Linked DNA regions of Danio rerio: region 1 is linked to region 2. A link is a contact called in public HiChIP or PLAC-seq data. All regions are on one chromosome and are shown on one strand. The core of a region is the stretch at or near the end of the contact, and the rest is flanking DNA. Distances in the headings are between cores, read along the strand shown.

The links. HiChIP or PLAC-seq counts read pairs in DNA pulled down with a chosen protein or histone mark.
Region 1: a contact with region 2 is called in an H3K4me3 HiChIP or PLAC-seq map of embryo, with 6 times the contacts expected there. The contact joins the promoter of rnf114 here to the enhancer-like site in region 2. A contact is called at or near these places in 6 of 18 Hi-C or Micro-C datasets (caudal fin, embryo, fibroblasts and 2 more) and 2 of 4 datasets of contacts at active chromatin or transcription factors (caudal fin and embryo).

The regions. Positions count from the first base shown.
Region 1 is chr23:3,522,694-3,526,653 of GRCz12tu, reverse strand. It overlaps rnf114 (ring finger protein 114), which reads left to right and starts at 1,591. Exons shown (of 6, transcript NM_001001828.4): 1 at 1,591-2,218. The coding sequence starts at 2,100. spata2 (spermatogenesis associated 2) reads right to left here and starts at 62. Exons shown (of 3, transcript NM_001080191.2): 1 at 1-62.
Region 2 is chr23:2,943,409-2,947,371 of GRCz12tu, reverse strand. All of the region lies in intron 17 of dhx35 (DEAH-box helicase 35), which reads right to left. Among named protein-coding and RNA genes, the nearest start is that of dhx35, 27 kb to the right of the region's middle. Within about 2 kb of position 2,036, at least 30 of the 62 cell types and tissues checked have an H3K27ac peak or open chromatin away from gene starts, as enhancers often do.

The sequences.
Region 1 (3,960 bases), core at 342-2,841, 580 kb before region 2:
GGGCAGCACCATTACCAAGCCGCCCTCCTCCCCATCATCCAGCGCTCCTTACCTTCATGTTCCGCTGGAAATCCCCACCGCCGCACTGCGCATGCGCCACACTACCTCCCATGCGCGCTCCCGAGGCCGCAAGCTGCAGTCAGGACTAGCGCTGGGATTCGGATTCATTCAGCGAGTCGGTTCGGCCACATATTTTGATTCAATGGAGTCATTTAACAGCAAAAAGCAAATATATCCAGATAAATACAGACTTAACTAAAACATAAAAGAAAATAAATTAACTAAAAATCTATTTAAATATTCAAGAATGAATAAAAACACGTAACCTCAATATAAAAACTTTTACAATATCAGCAGCTATAGGTAAGACATTATTTACAATAGACAGCAAGTTTTCTATTCAATTAGCTTCAACTCCTTTGCAACTATCATCGTATTTTGACATTTCTTGCTATCAATACACTGTAGCGAGTATATTTAAAAATTAAAATCTATAATGAATACCTTTAAGATTTAGTATTATTCCTTCTACGGATATGAAATTTACCAAATAAAATCAAAATATTCATTATAAATTCCACAGATAGTTTGTTTCAGTCAAAATAAATTAGCACATGATGTTAAATTCCATCTAAAACCCGATACATACAGAGATAAGTCATCCCAAAACTTCTTTTAATGCTGACATTCAAAAGACTCTGAATGATCTAAACAGAATGAACAATTTTCATCAATTTGCATGAATTTAGATAATGTATTAATACTAACATAAATGTTCAAATCAATCATTCTAAAAAATATCCTCTAGGCTTTAAGGCTCTGTTTAAAAAAATACCTTTGATTGTACATGCTTTACTAAAAAAAATCTAAATAGTGTACACAGGATCAGTTCTATGAATTCTATTTTAAATGTGAATTGTTCCATTGTTTATGAATGTCTGGATTTTTATATTTCTACCAACAAATTTTTTGAGAATAATATTAAATAATACACAACATGTGAAATAATAATTTTTTAAGTAAAAATTGCAACATATAACTAAGAATTGCATTTTTAAGATTATTCTCAATTGTGAAATTGTATGTTAAATGCTAATATTTTGATCTACGTTTCTAACAAGACAAATGCAAGAATTGCGAGGTCAGATGTTGTTTTTAGATTTTACAGGCATTTATTTACTATTCTGGGATAAAAAAAAAGCTATGTAAAAGTTAATTAAGATTTGCGAGATATATAACTGTCACATATAAGTATATTTTATTTTCTATTTGAATGTTTATTTATTTTAATGAATCGAAGTATACTTTTTAGATTACTTTTCTAAAACGTCGCCCGTATTCAAGTTTCACTCCTAAAAATGTTCTACTTTCATTAATTCTGGTAATAAATGAAAGCAATTATTCTAATTTGCTTTGGAAAGACTTCCCCCTTTGTGTAATGTAATTATATATATATATATATATATATATATATATATATATATATATATATATATATATATATATATATATATTAAATATAAATATATATGTAATTAAATATATAGTTTAGGGTAGGCTTAGAAACTTTTTTGACATTTGTAAATCATATACTATTTTCTTTTAATTTATGATGATGTAAATATCCTTATGCATTTCTTTTAAAACATTTTTATTTAAAGTTTTCATTTTTTTTTTCTTTATACTGTGACTAGATTTTGCATTGCCCATCAATAATAAAAAAAGTAACGTCAAAAAAACTTCTACGTTCTTATTTTACAGTCTGATTCAACCTCCAATCGAGTCATTTTCACATTCATTCATTCGGTCGGTCATTTAAAAGAGCCGGTTCAAATGACTCGTTTATGCATCGGAGAGCACTAGCGAGATCTCGCTTATAACTACGCACGTAAAAGACAACACAGCCACAACAGATGTAGCCTACTATATGTTGCATTTATTTGTTAGCAAACGGCTATTTTTATTTGTCGTACGTCTAATAAGAGCTGTAATGTTGTTTCTCGTTCATGTGCATCAGGAGATCAGCTGAGTTGTTGCTCCTCCCCTCACAAAAGTGAATCTCACTGGAGTTCAAGAACACGGAACACAGCGCAGCAGAAATGGCCATGCTCAAAATAGACCCGCAAACCGACGTAAACGATGCTGAAGACGACGACTTCGTGTGTCCCGTGTGTTTGGAGATATTCGTCCGGCCCATGACCACGCAGTGCGGACATACGTGAGTATTCTGGAGAGCTCATGTCTGCTAGCAGCAACTTCTCGGTTGACATGTTGAGTAGTTTAATGTTAATCCCCTCATCACCTCAAAGCGATTCACAACCTTCGTGACCTCCGCCTTAATCTTAATGTGATTGTGTTGGACACTGTTCAGTAAGTGCTGTTGTTGTGCGATTTTTTTTATAAGACAGAAACTGGTTACTTTCAGTTTTGCTTCTTGTGTACAAAACTTTGCAGTGTGGGATTGTGGGAGTTGTAGTGTACACGTAATTAGAACCGGAAAACAACACCCAGCGCCTGTCTTGTCAGATCAGATGTGGCCTTTCAATTACAAGCATTCCTGGCAAACATCAGTTAAAAGTGCAAAATAATAGCATTTACAGAGTATTTGTATTTGGTTAAGGTGCTGTAGGCAGTGTAGGGAAGGCGGTTTTTAAAATGTATTTCACTTTAGATTAATAACGTGTATTTTTAAAAAAGTTAAGTTACTCAATCTGTTTGGAATATTAATTATTAATAGAGCAGTAAAGAAAAGTGGAATCCACAAAACATTAGACATTTTTAATTCATTTTTATTTATATATCAGTTACTCAAAAAGGCAATATAATGATTTTTAATGAACAATTGAGGTAAATTGTACTTATTTAGTATTAGTATTAGCTGCTGAAGCACAGTGATAATTGAAAATGTATACTTTAGTTTGTGTAAAAGTTTACACCCCCTGCTCTTAATGTGAATGTGCTGAGTGTCAGGAAACATTTTCACTTTCGGTAAATGTTTTGCTTGAGTTCGTCAGTAAACATGGGCATCACAATCACACAGTCACTGTTGTAGGGCTGTAAAAATATAAAGAAGACGCAGTAAACTGAAGAATTTGCAGGAGCTGAAGGCCTTTTCTAAACTACAGCAGCTGGTTGAACTCTTCAGGACAATCAAATGACTCATTAAAAACCATCACAAACATTCATACAGTTGATTCAGGGGTGTGTAAACATTTCAACAGGATAGATTTAGTCAGTTATTATTTTGTCTTATATGTAAATATCTAGCTCATGTGGAGTAGTACCAGTGGTGTAGCGGACGGGCCAGCAGGGCACGCTCCGCGGGGGGGCCCCGCGTGATTAAGGGCCCCGCCTTGTTGCGATTTTTAATAATTGAAAATCCGGCAACCACAATAATCAAACCCCTGGGAACAACTGTGGTCGGAACCAAAGTTCCCAGGTCTGTGTTCTCTCAACTCCTCTCAAACGGTGGACTACTTCATTCTGATTGCTTGCCGCCGAACCACATCATAGCATATTACCATAAAGTTGACTTGATTTCAAGTCCTCCTCGATGCCCACACCGGAGAAGACTCGACGCGCTGCTCCTCGCCACCGGTTCTCATTGAAATTGAAGGACTTCCGGCTACTTTGACGCTCTCGCTGCTTGTTTGTGAAGGCTACCCCGCGTCGTCGCTCCACCCCGCCCCCCTTTCCCGCTCCTTAGTTTGTGATGGCTCCTCAGTTTGTGAAGGCTTCCCCGCGTTGTCTTTCCACCCCGCCCCCCTTTCCCGCTCCTCAATTTATGATCGCTTCCTCGCGTCGTTGCTCCACGACTCTCCGTGTCCCCTCAGTTTGTGATTTCCCCCCCATCAGTGGGCCCCATTAGTGATCCCTGCAGGGGGGCCCCCACATTTTGCGCTATGCCACTGAGTAGTACTCAAAACTAGCATTCACTATGATCCATCCTATTTTGTTGAA
Region 2 (3,963 bases), core at 787-3,286:
CTTCACTTCACTTCAAAAATGATCCACATTTACTAGAACTTTTGAGTAAAGCTGCTGAATTTCATTTCAATCCTCAGATCTGATTTGCGTGAAGAAACAACCTCATCTTCATCACAAACTCTAATAGAAGAAAAATGGTGGATGACTCCTCAATTGTAAGCCGATTTGGACAAAAGCGTAATACAGACCGTTGTTTCCCAACTCTGTTTCTGGAGGCACACTAACAGTACATATTTTGGAGGTCTTCCTTATCTGACCCATTGATCTCAGGTTTTGGAGTCTCTTCTAATGTGCTGATGAGTTGATTCAGGTGTGTTTGATTAGAAAGAGGTTGAAAATGTCTACACTACCTGACAAAAGCCGTGTCGCATATTCAAGTTTTAGGAACAAGTAATAACTTGACTTCTAGTTGATCATTTGGTTTCAGAAGTGCTTATATGAAAGGCTAATGCCTCTAGATGACGCTTATTTGACCAAAATAAATATGATTGTGTCTTGATTTTAAATCTTTTAATTAGGACAGTAAGGTCTGACTCTGCTTAGACTAAAGTCTAGTCACTGAACAGAAATAATGTCCAGTATAGAATATAAAGTGCTGCTGCAGTGGAGACAGAATGAATATTGTGTCTGACTCCGTCATGAGCTTGGAGAGCTGCATCTATACATCTCTACACTGACTCAAATCACTGATTAATAAAGTCATCTGGAATGGAAAAGAAAGCTTTCCTGCAGGACTCCCAGAGCTCATCAAGAGTCTTTGGATACATCTTCAATGCCTACTCCTTCATTTTACCCCAGACATGCTCAATAATGTTCGTCTCTGGTGACTGGGCTGGCCAATCCTGGAGCAGCTTGACCTTCTTTGCTTTCAGGAGCTTTGATGTGGAGGCTGAAGTATGAGAAGGAGCGCTATGTAATGGGCAGCACAAATGTCTTGATACCTCAGGCTGTTGATGTTGCCATGCACTCTGCAGATCTCTCAATGCCCCCCATACGGAATGTAACCCCAAACCATGATTTTTTCTTTACCAAACTTGACTGATTTCTGTGAGAATCTTGGGTCCATGTGGGTTCCAATAGGTCTTCTGCAGTATTTGTGATGATTGGGACGCAGATCAACAGATGATTCATGGGAAAATCGGCTTTTCTAAATGATCAACTAGAAGTCAAGTTATTATTTGTTGTTCCTACAACTGGAATCAACAGGACAGTTTCACAACTTGAGGAGTTGGGAAACATTCATATTAATAATTTAAGAAATAGTGTAGTAAATTTAATATAATTAGTTTACAACTGAACAACTACATTTTATACAATACACTAGTTTAGAGTAGTTAAAAAACTAAAGTACACTACAGTATTTATTACAGTTAATCAGTTCACTGTATTTAATACTAAAGTATGCTTGAGCATTTATTAACAAAGAGTTCTAAATACATAATTCACAGTTATGAATGCTCTACCATAAACTGTGTAAAATACACCTTACAGCACTGTGGTTCAAAATAATCATAAATAACTACAGTATTTTTAGTTCTCACTTTGTGGAACAGCGCTTTGCTACCACAGAAGAACTACTGAATATTTAAAACTAATGAGAGCATTTTATGGTCATGAAATTAGCCAGCTGCTGTCATCAACTCGATCAAGACGCAGCGTGGAGATTTCATGTATTATATCAATTATCAGCCAAACACGCACACACGCAAACACACACGCGCGCACGCTGCAGTGCAGCAGCAGCGCCATCTGCCGGCCACGGCGCGCACCTGCGTCTCCGCACACGCGCATTAATCATAACCAGAGGAGTGTAAAATTCAATTGCCTCCCTCTATCCATTTGGAGTGTAGAAGCCTGAAGGCCAGCCTTGTACTTCACCTGAGAAAGAGGGAGAGAGAGAGAGAGAGAGAGAGAGAGAGAGAGAGAGAGAGAGTAAATAAATAAATAAAGCGGCAGCAGCCTGCTCTTCATCAGGACTGCCGCGTGATAATAGATGGAGTGTCTGCGCCTTCAGAAGCTCTCTCTCCCTCTCTCTCTCTCTCCATTTAATCGGCGCGGGTCACGGTGAGCCTCGGCCGCGCGCTTCCCTCAGTCATGCTGTAAAGCACCTTTTAGGAATTGTTTCTCAATAAGAAATGATCAGTCCATTTATCTGCGGCAGACGGAACTGTCTCCTCGCACAGACCTCCAATATTTTTCGTTTGACCTGATCAGGGCAATAAACTACAGCGAGACACTTTCTATTTGTCACCGGCCCGAGAGCAGGGCGGCTGAACGACTGATTACATCCACACACACACACGCACATACACACACACACACACACACACACACACACACACACACACACACACGCACATACACACACAGGCTCAACCAGAAACACACACACAAACGCACAACCACAGACACATGGATACATGCACACACACAGACACACAGGCACAACCACACAGGCACGACCACACACACAGGCACGACCAGAAACACACACACACACACAGACACAACCACACACACAGAAACATGGACACACGCACACACACAGGCTTAACCAGAAACACACACTTGCACACACAGGCGCAACCACACACAGGCACATGGATACACACACACACACACACACACACACACAGGCACAGCCACACACACAGGCACGACCACACACACAGACACATGTAAACATACACACACAAACACACACACACAGGGACGACCAAAAACACACACACACACATAGGCAAAACCACACACACACACACACACAGACACACTTTTTTATTTTCTCTCTTACACACACACACACACACACACACACAACCACTCTGTCTAAAACATAAACTCACAGACAACAAATACACACACACACACACACACACAAACACACAGGCACAGCCACACACACAGGCACGACCACACACACAGACACATGTAAACATACACACACAAACACACACACATAGGGACGACCAGAAACACACGCACACACAGGCACAACCAGACACACACACGCACACATAGGCACAACCACACACACACGCACACATAGGCACAACCACACACACACGCGCACACACAGGCACAACCACACACACACGCACACATAGGCACAACCACACACACACACTTTTTTATTTTCTCTCTTACACACACACACACAACCACTCTGTCTAACACATAACCTCACAGACACAAATACAGACTGTCTCACACACACACAGGCTCTCTCTCTCTTACTCACACACATAATCACACACTACCTCTTACACACATGCACGTGCAGACACACAACCACACAATCTCTCTCTCACATCCATGCTCGCACACACATTATTATTAAATTTTATTATTATTGTTATTATTAAAATTCCATATTCATAAATTCATTGGAAATTTTTTTAAATTCTCCCAAAACTAGTGGTTTTTAAAGAAGAATTTGTGACGTATTTGAAGACATTAAGAAAGATGAAAGGCCAAAAAAGCAAGATATTCATCATTGGATTTTGGTTTCATGTTTAGGTATCATTAGCATTTATTTTTTGTTATATTTTGTTATTTTATTATTTATATATGTTGTATTCTTAACGAGGATGGAAAGATTGTCAATATATGCAATTTGATTGTTATCTCAGTATTTTGTGCAATTCTAAAAAAGTATTAATGCCTTTCTGTTACTGTTCAAGCATTGTTAATCAAAAAAAAGTTTTCCGCTGATTAACACTGACACCTTGTGGTCAGTCGTACACATTTCAAAATCATTTGTGCATATTTTGACGCTTTTATTTGATTATTCGAGTCTAAAGCAAGCCTATTATCGATAAATATATTAAGCAGATAAAAAATACATTAATCATGACACTTCACATTCTGAACTGCAATCCAAAGAGGGTCATGTACAGCTGAAGGCAAAACTTTATACAAACATATGTCTATTTTTAGTATTTAATGTGGACAATGACGACT